Regions from separate parts of the Mus musculus genome. Here all the other regions are linked to region 1. A link is a contact called in public promoter capture Hi-C data. All regions are on one chromosome and are shown on one strand. The core of a region is the stretch at or near the end of the contact, and the rest is flanking DNA. Distances in the headings are between cores, read along the strand shown. Region 1 holds the start of Uqcrh (ubiquinol-cytochrome c reductase hinge protein). Region 2 holds the start of Foxd2 (forkhead box D2). Region 3 holds the start of Kif2c (kinesin family member 2C). Region 4 holds the start of Plk3 (polo like kinase 3).

Region 1 (3,162 bases), core at 171-2,670:
AAGTCACACTGAATAAAAAGATTTCATCTCCATTCATTATGGATCTTTCACAAAATTAATTTAACTTTCTTCATTTTATTATTTGATTTGTTGGTTTATTGTTTTTTTGAGAAAGGATCTCTATAGTCCTGGCTGTCATGGAGTTTGATATGAAGACCAGGATGGCTCTGAACTTACAGAGATCCTCCTGCCATTGCCTCCTGAGTGTTGGGATTAAAGACACGGACCACCATGCCCAACTTTCTTAATTTTAAAACTTCTATCTGCTGTGGTATCCTGTTAAACTTTCTGAGAATGAAAACTTGAAAAAATTAAGGGATAAATAATTTGCCAACTAATTAATCCATTAAGCCCTGATGGCTTGTCCTGAAGTAGACAAGACAAATGCACAGGAAATGGAAGCAAAGTGAGTCTCGGGCTAGAGCTCTGGCTCTCAAGCCTGGACGTCTGCATTGGAGTCCCAGTTGTATTGTCTTGCTAGTTGTGTGCCCTCATTCAAGATAAACTTCCTTGCTTGCTGCCTCATGTAATAAAAGTGACAAAAATATATAATGTACCTGATATTTACCTCATGGGGAAACTGTGCAAGTTAAGTATCTTAGTGCATATAAAGCACTCAGCACATAAGCAGCCAATATTTATCACAATGATGCTCAACTTGGGAAAGAGCTCCCTCTTGCACCACAGAATTACACTACACATTCTTAAACTGTCCCCAAAGGCACAAGTCCTCGGCCATCTCCATCCCAAAAGATAAAGAACCGCTTTTTGTTGGAGATGCTGGGAAGCGAATACAGGGCTTGTTAATGCTAGGCAAGAGCTTTACCATGAAGCTACACCCCAACTCCTGAAAGCACTTTTCCGAAGACTAGGGTCCCCGAAATCTCCATAAATAAATTCTGACCTAAGCTACGTTAAAGACTAACGTTAGTTTTTTGCTTCACGCACTTATCAAGTTAGAACCTCAAAACATTTATCAAATTAGAACCTCAAAAACCTGGGGGGGGGTTGTTTGTTTGTTTACACAAGTTTATCAGTGCAGCATTATAAACTCCAGTTACACTTTCACATTCCTGGTTTGGGGAAGCCAATCCCGAGAAAGACTAGCTATTAATCTGCCCAAGGTCAACCAAAGAATTCTGAAGGTAAGTAACGGAAACCACCTCTCTGGACCCCGCAAACCCTAGGCTATAAACCCGGACTAAGAGAGCCCCGGGAGGTGCTTTGTTGAGCTAGGTCCCGGGCCCGCCAACCTCGAAGCCTTACCTCTTTGGGGTCTCCAGATCCAGTGAGCATCTTTCGTTCGTCCTCTAGTCCCATGTCGGGAGCCGGTTTGGGATCCAACAAGCGCAACCAGAGTAGTACTCCACTTCAGGTTTAAGAAGGACTAGTAAGGGTCACTCGACGGATATCCGGCGACCTGGCCGGAAGTGCGGCATACTCCTCGTAGTCCCGAACACACGCACAAATTGGGCTGTACTACTCGCTAGCTACGAGACGTAGGGGGAGCTGCTATATACGCCTGCAAAGAATTTGCTAAGAAACATCCTTTCGGTCACTTCTTGCCCAAATGTGTTGATCTACAGTATTTTTCCAAGTAGTATTCCCTAAGATACTTGAGTCATCTGCTCCTCTGTTTGACGATCTTTTAATGTTGTTTCTGTTCTTCCCCATATCCCTTATGGAGCGGTCCTAAAAGCTGACCTCTTCAAGATGGCGGCCCGCGGGTGTCATTCTCGGGCTCGCGCACCTCCCCAAGATGGCGGCGCCCGAGGCCTGGCGCGCCCGGAGTTGCTGGTTCTGTGAGGTAGCGGCAGCAACGACCATGGAGGCCACGTCCCGGGAGGCGGCGCCAGCGAAGAGCTCGGCCTCGGGCCCCAGCGCTCCCCCCGCCCTGTTCGAGCTGTGCGGGCGGGCAGTGAGCGCCCATATGGGGGTTCTGGAGAGCGGGGTGTGGGGTAAGTCGCGGAGTGAGGGGCGACCTCCGGCAGCGAGCGGGGGCGGCCCGGCGGCCAGGGGGCGCGGGGGGCGAGGCCGAGAGGCCCGGGGCCAGGCCCAGCTGGGAGCCCCGGGAGTTCGATGGTGGAGTCGGAACAGAAATTCCGTGACTGACAGGGCGGGACGGAGTGAAGCCTGAGACCGAGGGAGCCGGTGAAGCCGAGCCGCGGCTCGCCTGGGGGGCGCGGGGGGCGAGGCCAGAAGGCCCGGTACGGGGCAGAGCTGCCAGGGCCCTAGCGACGGGGGCTGGAGTAGCAGGCCGGAGCCACAGGCTCGGAACTGACACTGGGCTGGACCGGACTGAACGGAGGATTCTCGGATCTCGAACCGACGGGGCAGGGATGGCCGGGCTGCCCCGGGGCAGGGACCGACTTTGGCAGGCCCGACCCGAGGCAAGGAGGCCAGGCCCGCAGCCACCTGCGCTGCCGGCCCGGGGCCTCCGCTGTCCGCCGGGCACACCACCGGTACCTGGACTCCGGGAGCCCCGCGGATGGGCGGGGTGGGACAGCCCAGTGGAGAGCGAGCGAGGGACCGGAGTCGCGGGGAGAAGCCGAAAAGGCTGGGAGCGCCGTGGCCTGTTTGACGGCCCGAGCGAGGGCTGAAGGGAGCGCACCGACGCCCCAGACCTCGCTGCTAAACTGAGCTGCGGGTCTGCCCGCCGAGCAGGTAGCGCCGGTGGCCTTCTGGATGGACCGGGGCGGTGGTGGAGAAGGTAGGAAAGTGAGTGGAGGGCTCCGGGAGACGCTCCGTAAGCACGGACAGGCTCGGGAGACCGGCCGGCGGGAAGGGCCGAAGAGGCCTCAGGCCGGGCAGGGGCCAGGGTATCCCGGACTGCGGAGCTAGAGTCGGGTGAGACGCGTCATGGGGAAGAGGCCTTGGGCCGAATAGGAGGGAGCCGAGGCCTTAGTTGTGAGAGCGGCCGGTACGGAGGGGCTGGACCCGGCTAGACAGTCCGCTCCGCTCCGGTGTGAGCCAAGGCCTTCTGCTCCCCGACCAGATGGCAAGGAGGCCCTGCTGGAGGAGGATACCGCAGGCCAGCGGCCTGGCAACTTAAGCGGGGAAAGGGTCCACGACGTGAAAAGTGAGAGTAGAGAGTTAAAGAGAAAGTTAGGGCCTTCAGGGGAGACAAGGGAGGGAGGCCATGGGCCTGACAGAATTGGTGCT
Region 2 (3,162 bases), core at 426-2,925, 1.2 Mb before region 1:
CGCGCGACGGCCTAGGTCTGGAGACTCTTCATAAATAGACTCCCTGAATTCCGCTGGGACCGGCCGAGCTCCCCAGAGAGGTTAAGGAGTGAGGGCCTAACTGGCCCGAGCCCGGTGCGGTCAAAAGTGGCAGCCACTGAGGCCCGCGACTTTGCTGGCAAACGAGGGCCCTGAAGACAGGAGTGAGTCCCCTGGGTGCGAGAGGCGGATGTGGCCAGCCACCGGAGTCAGGGCCGGGGCAGTCAGCATGGCCAAGACTTGGGCTTGACCCCCAGGACCTGCGGCTGCGGCGAATGGCGATCCCGGAGAACCGTCGCCGCTGCCCGGGGGTGCGGCCCCGCCACCACCGTGGCCCATGATGTGGTCTATAGAAAAGGAAGGCCTCTGGCCTGTCCCCGCGCCCCCGCCACCCGCACCACCGCCGGCGTCCGTCTTGAGGCCCTGACGCAGGAGTGCAGTGGACAGGCTAGCCGCTGTGCCAGCTGCGGGGGGACTCAAGGACGCGGGGTAGAAAGCCTTGGCGCAACCCAGCTCTGCGCCTAGGAAGGCAGGCAGCCCTGCGGGGCTCGGGCCAGATCCCGGGGCAGGCGCAGGGGCCGGCGCCGAGGCCGCGCTTGCGAAGACCGAGGCCGTCGGAGGTCCGGGAGGAGGCGCCGCGGCGCGGCCCGGGGGAACTGACAGCTGGCAAGGCGCGGTGGCGGCGAAGGCGAAGGCGTGCGGGTGCGGATGCGGGTGTGGGGCCGGGCCCGGTGGAGGTGCACCGTAGGCCGGGAGCGCCAGCCCGTAGCCGTAGCCGTAAGCGCCGTAAGCGGCGAAGCTCGAGAGGAAGGCGCCAGGGTCCCCGGCCGCGGCAGCCCCGCCACGCAACAGCAGCTCCGGGTGAGGATGCGGGTGTGGATGCGGTGGCGGCAGAGGCTGCCGCTTGAAGCGCTTGCGGCGCCGCAGGAAACTGCCGTTGTCGAACATGTCGGCCGACTCCGGGTCGAGCGTCCAGTAGTTGCCCTTGCCCGGGTTGCCCGGCTCGCGGGGGATCTTAACGAAGCAGTCGTTGAGGGAGAGGTTGTGGCGGATGCTATTCTGCCAGGCAGGGAACTTCTCCCGGTAGTAGGGGAAGCGGCCGCTGATGAACTCGCAGATCTCGCTCAGCGTCAGGCGCTTCTTGGGGCTCTGCAGGATGGCCATGGTGATGAGGGCGATGTACGAATAAGGTGGTTTCACCAGAGGGCTCCGTGTCGCCGCGCCCCCCGACGGCGGCCCGGGTCCCGGCCCCGGCCCCGTTGCGCCTCGGGCTGCCTGCACGCCGGGCCCCGGGCTTCCCGCTGCGGCCGCCGCCCCCCGGGGCGCTAGAGCGCGGGGCTCGCAGTCAGAGCAACCTCCCGACTCTTCCTCGTCCTCAGCCACGTCCGCCTCGGCTTCCTCCGGGGGAGGCTCGTGGCCGTGAGGGAGCACGTCCCGAGGGGCGCGGGGCCCGGAGCGGGCTGTGAGCTCCCCCCCACCGCTGCCGCCGCCCACCACGTCTATGTCTGCGTCGGGCTCAGACAGCGCGGCCGGGGAGCTCTCGGAGGACATGATCTCGCAGCAGCAGCTGCCCAGGGTCATGGTGCCGCCGCCGCCGCCGCCGCCTCCTCCGCCGCCTCCTCCGCCGCCGCTCTCCGGCTCCGCTCGGCCCGCGGCTCCGGCTCCGCCGTGCTGCCTCTCCGACCAGTGTGTTTTGCGCGCGGGCGGGGAGGGGGCGGAGGACAGGGAGGGGATGTCCCCTAGCTCCTCAGCGCCCCCTGGTGTTGAAACTCTAGGACTTTCACCCTGCAGGGCGCACCCAACCGGTGCTGCCCCGGGACTAGAAAACCAGGCACTGGAGAAGAGCAGTAAAGCAGCCCGTTACTCGGTCGAATCTGGGCTTCTGGGCCCCTAGACACATAAGTGGGGCTTCAGGAGATTAGTCCCTCCCGCCTGGTGGCAGCCTAAGGCGGAAGAACTGTGGGCCCGGGGCGGAGCTCTCTGGGCAGGGTGGGGCGGGGAAGGAAGGGGGCGGGCAGAGGTCCTCTGCTCCCGGGCCCGGCGGGAACAAACTGCCGCGGTGGCGGGAGCTAGGCTCGCTTGGCTGGAGGCGGGTCATCCTTCTCCTCGCAGCTCCCGCAACCCCGTGGCTCCCTGGAGCCACCACCACCTTCAGTGCGCTCAGTTACTGGAAGTCAAAGCTTATGCCGGCGCAGCTGCATCTGGTGGTGGCAGTGGCTACAAACCTCCTCTCCTCATCTCCCCAAGGCGGCGCCCGGGCCACCCGGGCCGAAGCGCGGATGGATCGCCAGTGAGCCGAGATGGCCAGACCGACGCCGCGGACAAGGACCTACTGGAGGCTAAGGGAGTTCTGGAGGACAAGTGAAGAGAGTGATCCAGAGGAACAAACTCGGGCGCCGGAAGATCCTACTCAGATAGGTGAGAAATGTCTGCGGTGGTCCTCTCTTTCCCCTCCAAGGCCCTGGCCCTGCCACTGTCCCCAGGAAGACCGTCTGCTCTCACTCCTCTTAGTGATTCGTCTCCGCATTCGCCGCATTCTCCGCACACCCACAGGTCCTTAGCTTGGGTTTGCAGGATTGATTTTTTTTTTTTTTTTTTTTTTTTTGTCTCAGCATCTCAATCTTTATAATTGTCTCTCTTGACCCCCGTGCATATCCTGCGGAAACTGAGTTTTCCTGGATGTTTGTTCCTAAGTCTAACAATCCCGCTCTTAATTTCCGGATTTAGAGACTCTTACAACAGAACTCTCACGGAGATGTCCCCCCGAAGAAACTTAACCTCATCCCTGGGCCAGTGTTGCCCTTTTATCTGGGGACTTTCTCCACAGAAGGTTGGTCCAGTATGCTTTTTCTGCTAGCCAGATTCTTTTGCCCATCTTTATCCCTCTTCCCTACTCTTCCTCTAGGACCCAGAAACAAGTTGCTCAGGTTTATACTGAGCCCATTTCAACCTCTTGGGGCTGGAAGGGATTGGGAGAAGGTAAGAACTGGACAGAGGCTGGCTGTTGCCTCAACAGCGCCTCACAGTGGCCAAGGCTCCAGCATAGGGGGCCTCAATACCTGCTGTGCACTCCCAGCGCTCTGTGACCCTCCTTAGGTAACTTCCTTTCAGGGCCCTACTTTCCTGGTGTGCACCGCAGGATTA
Region 3 (3,162 bases), core at 429-2,928, 1.1 Mb after region 1:
GTAGACCAGGCTGGCCTCGAACTCAGAAATCCGCCTGCCTCTGCCTCCCGAGTGCTGAGATTAAAGGCGTGCGCCACCACGCCCGGCTTTGTTTTGTTTTTCAAGACAGGGTTTCTCTGTATAGCCCTGGCTGTCCTGAAACTTACTTTGTAGACCAGGCTGGCCTCGAACTCAGAAATCCGCCTGCCTCTGCCTCCCGAGTGCTGGGATTAAAGGCATGAGCCACCATGCCCGGCTCCGGAAGGGAAAATTTAATTCTCTTTTAAAAAATACAAACAGCCAGGCAGTGGTGGCCCTTGCCTTTAATCCCAATACATCAGGGATAGAGGCCTGAGGAGTTCTGTGAGTGAGGACAGCCTGGTCTACAACGTGAGTTCCAGGACAGACAGGGCTACACAGAGAAACCCTGTTGTCAAAGTGTAATTCCACTTCCAGAGGATTTCACAAAACACCAATGAACATAAAATAAAATAATAAATTTAAAAAGCAACAAACAAACAAAACACCAAAGAACTAGGCCTGTGATGGTGCATGCCTTTAATCCTAGCACTTGCAAAGTACAGTAGGTGGATCTCTGTGAGTTCGAGGTCAGCCTGATCTACAAAGCAAGTCCAGGTCCAAGGCCCTGTTACAGAGAAACTGTCTCAAAAAATAAAACAAAACACAAATGCTAGTTAGTAATTCTAGTGGGGTTCACCCTTAGACCATTCCACAGTGGAAGTGAACAGGGAATGGGCCTTAAACCCCAGCTCCATAGGATAAAATTGCATCACCGCTCCAACAGAATGAAGATTCATTTGAGCAAGTAAGTTACTACATTCCTTGGAGGAGCTATTCCTGAACACATCAGTAAAGAGCTGGACCGCTGGAGTTCCCTGGTCCATTTTTGGCAGTGGTTGGCTAGTCCATGAATGACCCGTTATTAGACCTGTAGAAATTGCTTAATAAAGACAGATGGTTGAGCCGGGCAGTGGTGGTGCAACGCCTTTAATCCCAGCCCTTGGGAGGCAGAGGCAGGGGATTTGTGAGTTCGAGGCCTGGTCTACAGGAGTTCCAGGACTACACAGAGAAACCCTTCCTTGAAAAACCAAAACAAACGCCAAAAAAAAAAAAAAAAAAAAAAAAAAGCCGGGCGTGGTAGTGCATGACCTTTAATCCCAGCACTCAGGAGGCCGAGGAAGCCGCGGGTCCAACAAAGCAAAACAGGTTCAGAGGAAATGCATCCAATCGCTATAACCTAGCTAGGCGCACCAATAACCGCAGACGTGCTCCGCCCACACTCAGAAAGCAGGCAAGGGACCCACAACCAAAGTAGCGTTTTCCTCCTGTGTAGGGGACACCGACTGCCAGTGTAGTGACATGGACCCCCTCAGTGTGGAATAAGGGAAAGTATCCCAAAGCTTTGCCACACGGAGATTCAGATAACCATCTTGGCAGTCTCACCGCTCTTGGGTCGTCCCCTTGGCCTCAAGACCCTGCCCTCACCATTGCTGCGTTGAATGTTGATGGAGAGACCAGGAAACAGGCGTGCGTGAAGCGACTCCATGGACTCAGGAACAACAACAGGCAACACAAATGAAAGAAGCTTGGAAACCACGACTCTGCTAATACTGCGCTGTGTTAACAACGCCTAAACCGCTGCAGTTTAAATCCCGCGCGCCAGCCTCCCTACAACGTCACCAGTGCGACGCACCGCAGAGCAATGTGGGATATGTAGTCTTGGTCTCCGACTTCCGGCGCGTGGCCGGGCTCCCGAGCTCTGAGACTGATGGGAAGGGTTTTTGGTTGGTTGGTTGGTTGTTTGGTTTTTTCGTTTGTTTGTTTTGTTTTGTTTTTCTAGCTCTTGCTGTCCTGGAACTCACTCTGTAAACCAGGCTGGCCTCGAACTCAGAAATCCGCTTGCCTCTGCCTCCCGAGTGCTGGGATTAAAGGCGTGCGCCACCACGCCCAGCTGATGGGAAGGTTTTATGGCTTCTGGCCTTACCCTCCCGCTACCAGGTCGAACTTCTGCCTTTATGTAAGACTAGGAAACTTATGTATAATGTTTCAGTGAGGGCCTTGTGATTCTACAGACAGGGGTTCAAATCCTGGTTTCTTGATGATTGCTTTCTCTTTGAAATGTATACAATATTTCGAAGACACCAATTAAAAATAGTCACATGCTAGTGCTAGACATAGTGCTAGATTGGGATAGTGGAATAAACAAGACGAATGGTTCCTGTCCGTGAAACTTTTTTTTTTTTTTTTTTCCTATTAGGAACACGGGGGAAGTCATACGGTGGTGACTCGAGCCTTTAATCCTACCACTAGAGAGAGGCAAATTTGACTTCGAAGTCAGTCTGGTCTACAGCCTGAGTTCCAGAATAGCCAAGATTACACAGGGAAACCCTTTCTAGAAAAACAAAACAAAACAGAACACAAGAGAAGCGGGGTATGGTAGATCATGCCTATAATCCTAGCTCCCTGTAGATGAAGAAAAGAGAATAATTTCAAAGCCAACCTTAGCTAAGCAGCATGTTTGAGGCCAGAGTGGGCTGTGTGAAACTGTCTCAAACAAACAAACAAACAAACAAAAAAAGATGCTGGCAATGAAAAGCAGCCTACAATGCCTAAATGCTGGAATTAGCATGAATCACCATACCTGATTTTTGTCATTATTTATAATGTCTTTTTGTTTCGTAGTACTAGGTATTAACTCCAGGACTTTGTGCATGTGCCACTACTGTCCGGCTTCTAGGGGAACGTTCTTACACTGAACCACATCATTACTGCCCCAGTATGCAGACCTATGCAGACCAAGAACCCCCACCGCCCCGCGGAGGATATGTATAGTGTAAATGGTGTCTAGCCCTTGGTCTATCCAACCTTGACAAGCCTGAAGACCTGAGTTTGATCTTCTGGACCTACATGGTAGGAGAATGAACTCCCCAAAGCCTCCACAAATGTGCCATGGCATGCACCACATACACACACACACATACTAAATAAACAAGTTAAATGTAGTTACATTAAAAACAAGAATAGTGCCAGGCTTGGTGGCACATGCCTTTAATCCCAGCACTCGGGAGGCAGAGGCAGGCAGATTTCTGAGTTCGAGGCCAGCCTGGTCTACAAAGTGAGTTCCAGGACAGCCAGGGCTATACAGAGAAACCCTGTCTCGAA
Region 4 (3,162 bases), core at 423-2,922, 1.1 Mb after region 1:
CTGCAAATACTCACTAGGCTGTCACCTCCCACTGTCTGTGCCAACACCAGCTGTCATAACCTTCATAAAGACTCACCTGCCTCACATGCTAGTTACACACACCCTGTCCCAGTGACCACAGCAGGGTCACATACACACACAAGGTATCACGGTACCATCATGATCTGTCATTCCCATTCAGTGTCTTACACATGCTGACTGCCTAGCCTATGTTTTCCCCATACATTTCCAAAAATCCTAGACACCCATCTGTGCCATACACTCATAAGATTGCTGTCCTTCTTCACCTAACCCAGTGACCTAGGTTGCCACCTCTACTGTCACACATACAGAAAACCCATCATTACCCCTTCCCTGGTTATCCCAAGTACATATCTGGTCACCTTGTACATCATCTGTGTCACAAACAGGCTGTGGCCACCATCCCCTCACTCACTTTTTCCTCTGCTCTGGGGGCTCTAATCGAGCTGCCAGCCCAAAATCCCCCACCTTCAGTTCCATGTTATCCGTGATGAAAAAATTTCCTAGACAGTAGCAGAGAGACGCGTCAGATTCTTAACGCCTTTCATCCCTCCGCAGGTCTCCACCCTTCAGACCAGACGCAGGAATCTCACCCAGCTTGAGATCTCTGTGTAAGATACCCCTCTGGTGCAAGTACTTGAGGCCAGAAAGGATCTGGCGCAGGTAGTAGCGAACCTCTGGTTCCAACAGGGTGTGTCGGGCCTTCCAGATGTGGGCCAGGGACTGCAGAAAGTCACTGTTTCAGACCCCGCTTGCCTTCCCAGACCCTCCCTCCATCTGTGTTTGCTAAAGATGACAAGAACAGCTTTGGATCTTAAGAACCCGCTTCCTCCCCTACCCCTGTTCCCAATGAACCCACCCCGCCCCCATTCCGGACCTTTCGGCTACAGAGCTCCAGGAAAATGTATATGTTGTCAGCATCCTCGAAATGATGTGAAAAGCGAACGATATGGCGGTGCTGTAGGTCTCGGTGCAACTCTATCTCATTTAGGATCTGCGACAGGGGAGTGAAATCCTCATCTTTCCAGGGTTCCCACGCCACCATCCCCTCCCCATCCCTTGGACCGCAGGGCCTGGACCCACCTTCTCGCGCTGATGCGGCTTGGCGACGCGACTCTGTGGGATGACTTTGACCGCGTAGGCTATACCAGACTCGGTGTCAGTGGCTTCATAGCAGCGTGCGAAGCCCCCCTAGAAAGAAGAAGCTGCATCATCGATCTGGGCGCTCCGGAGTGGCCGGATCCGGCCCGTAGAGCTCCTCTCCACCTCCGGAGTGGCCCGGTCGGGTCCGCAGAGCTCCCCTCCACCTCCGTCAACGCTACCCCGGAGCCCCGACCCACCTTGCCCAACAAGCGACCCTTGGTGTAGGTACGGCCGCTGAGAGGGTCGGTGATGAGGCGACCAGGAGGATCCGGCGCCCGTGGCCCGGCCAGCACCTCAGGTTCCGATCGCGGGGAGGCATTGGCAGGCGGCCCCGGGCCGGCGGGGGGCGCGGACGGGGCAGCCGCGCGCGGGAAGGGGCGCGGAGACAAGAAGCCGGCGGCGGGCTCCATGCGGACGGCGCGGCGCAGCGCCTGCCGAGCTGGTTCTCGGTTCCGCCCGGCCCCGGCCGCGCGTGGCGCTGCCTGGTTTCTCTACGCTGCGATCGCGCCAGGGCAAGGGGGAGTCCGACGTTTTTATCAATGAACCCCTGCCCCCTCCCCGGTGTTTCGTCATCTCGAGCTCCGCCCCTTTCCTGGCTGCCAGGCTTGGAGAGGCCACGCCCATTGCTCCGCCTTACGTCACCTGAAAGATCTTCCCTTGCCTGGGCGTTCTTAAAGGCCACTCCTCCTGCTCTGGCCTTAAAGGAGCCCCGGTTGAGCTAGTCGCCTGGCAGGTGTAACCCTGCTCCGTTTCTCTAGGCTACCCAGTGCAAGTGACTCTTTTTTTCCCCTTCATCCTTAGAATGTGTGCTGAAGTCGGAGTGGAGGCCAGTTATCCGGAGGCCTCTTTCGAGCAACAGTAAGGGTTAGCATTCAAACTGGGGAGGAAAGACAGGGGTGTTGCAAACTGCTCAGTGCACATCACCAACACAGGTGGTTTCCTGCAAGCATCTCTTGCTCTGGTACAGAGCATGCTGCCCTCTTCGGGGACTGTGGAATAGCACGCTGCAGAGCCCGATTTACCTGGTCTGGGACTGTGCAATGGGTTTGTGGAACAGAGCCTGGTATTCAAGGTTTTATGTTTGCGTTTTGTTTTTCCAAGACAGGGTGTCTCTGTGTGGCCCTGGCTGTCCCAGAACCCACTATGTAGACCAGGCTGGCTTTGAAATCAAAGATCCACCTGCCCCTGCCTCCCAGTATTCACTGTTTTTCACCATGTTCCAGGCTACATCTTCTGCTACCCAATTCTACCTTATTATTCTTCTGAGGGAAAGGAGAGCTGAGGCAGAGTAGCTGTCATGTGATCCAGGCTGGCTTTGAACTCGAGGTCCTTCTGTCTTCACCTTTGACATGATGGGACTCCAGACCTGTACCTCTGCCCCAGACCCTGAGTTCCCCATCATATTCTCAAAAATACCTATTGCACCGAGTCAGCAGGCAAAAGGCCAGACAGTGAGGAATGAGAACTGGACACTCTTAGGTGCTAGAGACCTGCAACTGGGCAGTTAGCTTTGAAGTCCATTACAGATAAACTCAAGTAGGTGGCAGGAATCTATGATCTATGTGGAATCTTTTTCTGTGTGGGTTTTTTTTTTGGGGGGGGGGTGTTGTGGAGGGTTGTTTTGGTTTTTGTTTTGTTTTGTGACAGAGTTTCCAGGAAGCCAGGAATTCGACCTGTAAACCAGACTGGCCTTGACTTCCTACCTGTCTCTGCCCCTCCACCACTGCCCGGCTTCGATGTGAAATCTTTTTTTTTTTTTTTTTTTTTCCTTGAAATAGGTTTCTCTGTGTAGACTTGGCTGTCCTGGAATCATTCTGTAAACCAGGCTGGCCTCCAACTCAGAGATCTGCTGCCTGTCTCTGCCTCCAGAGTGCTGGGATTAAAGGAGTATGCCACCACCTGCCTAGTTTCCCCAGTGGAATCTTAATCCCTAAACTTTCTCCAGGGGTCACAGATCTCCTGCTGGCTGTGTAGCCTTCGTTTTCACTTGGAGCCATA

What was found. Promoter capture Hi-C pulls out the DNA fragments that hold promoters and counts their contacts. Capture Hi-C pulls out chosen DNA fragments and counts their contacts.
Region 2: a promoter capture Hi-C map of pre-B cells shows a contact between it and region 1. The contact joins the promoter of Foxd2 here to the promoter of Uqcrh in region 1. A contact is called at or near these places in 3 of 39 promoter capture datasets (cranial neural crest, pre-B cells and second pharyngeal arch cranial neural crest).
Region 3: a contact with region 1 is called in a promoter capture Hi-C map of pre-B cells. The contact joins the promoter of Kif2c here to the promoter of Uqcrh in region 1. A contact is called at or near these places in 1 of 39 promoter capture datasets (pre-B cells), 1 of 484 Hi-C or Micro-C datasets (B cells) and 2 of 9 other capture datasets (adipose tissue and liver).
Region 4: a promoter capture Hi-C map of adipose tissue shows a contact between it and region 1, with 2.3 times the contacts expected there. The contact joins the promoter of Plk3 here to the promoter of Uqcrh in region 1. A contact is called at or near these places in 1 of 115 datasets of contacts at active chromatin or transcription factors (large pre-B cells) and 2 of 9 other capture datasets (adipose tissue and liver).

The regions. Positions count from the first base shown.
Region 1 is chr4:116,073,650-116,076,811 of GRCm38.p6, forward strand. Uqcrh (ubiquinol-cytochrome c reductase hinge protein) reads right to left here and starts at 1,421. Exons shown (of 4, transcript NM_025641.3): 1 at 1,267-1,421. The coding sequence starts at 1,320. It overlaps Lrrc41 (leucine rich repeat containing 41), which reads left to right and starts at 1,620. Exons shown (of 10, transcript NM_153521.2): 1 at 1,620-1,958. The coding sequence starts at 1,760.
Region 2 is chr4:114,907,223-114,910,384 of GRCm38.p6, forward strand. It overlaps Foxd2 (forkhead box D2), which reads right to left and starts at 1,676. Exons shown (of 1, transcript NM_008593.3): 1 at 1-1,676. The coding sequence starts at 1,599. The coding sequence ends at 121. It overlaps Foxd2os (forkhead box D2, opposite strand), which reads left to right and starts at 2,035. Exons shown (of 4, transcript NR_030721.2): 1 at 2,035-2,436.
Region 3 is chr4:117,180,946-117,184,107 of GRCm38.p6, forward strand. It overlaps Kif2c (kinesin family member 2C), which reads right to left and starts at 1,679. Exons shown (of 20, transcript NM_134471.4): 1 at 1,486-1,679. The coding sequence starts at 1,546.
Region 4 is chr4:117,132,291-117,135,452 of GRCm38.p6, forward strand. Plk3 (polo like kinase 3) reads right to left here and starts at 1,673. Exons shown (of 15, transcript NM_013807.3): 1 at 1,362-1,673; 2 at 1,105-1,212; 3 at 899-1,015; 4 at 615-744; 5 at 437-524. The coding sequence starts at 1,574.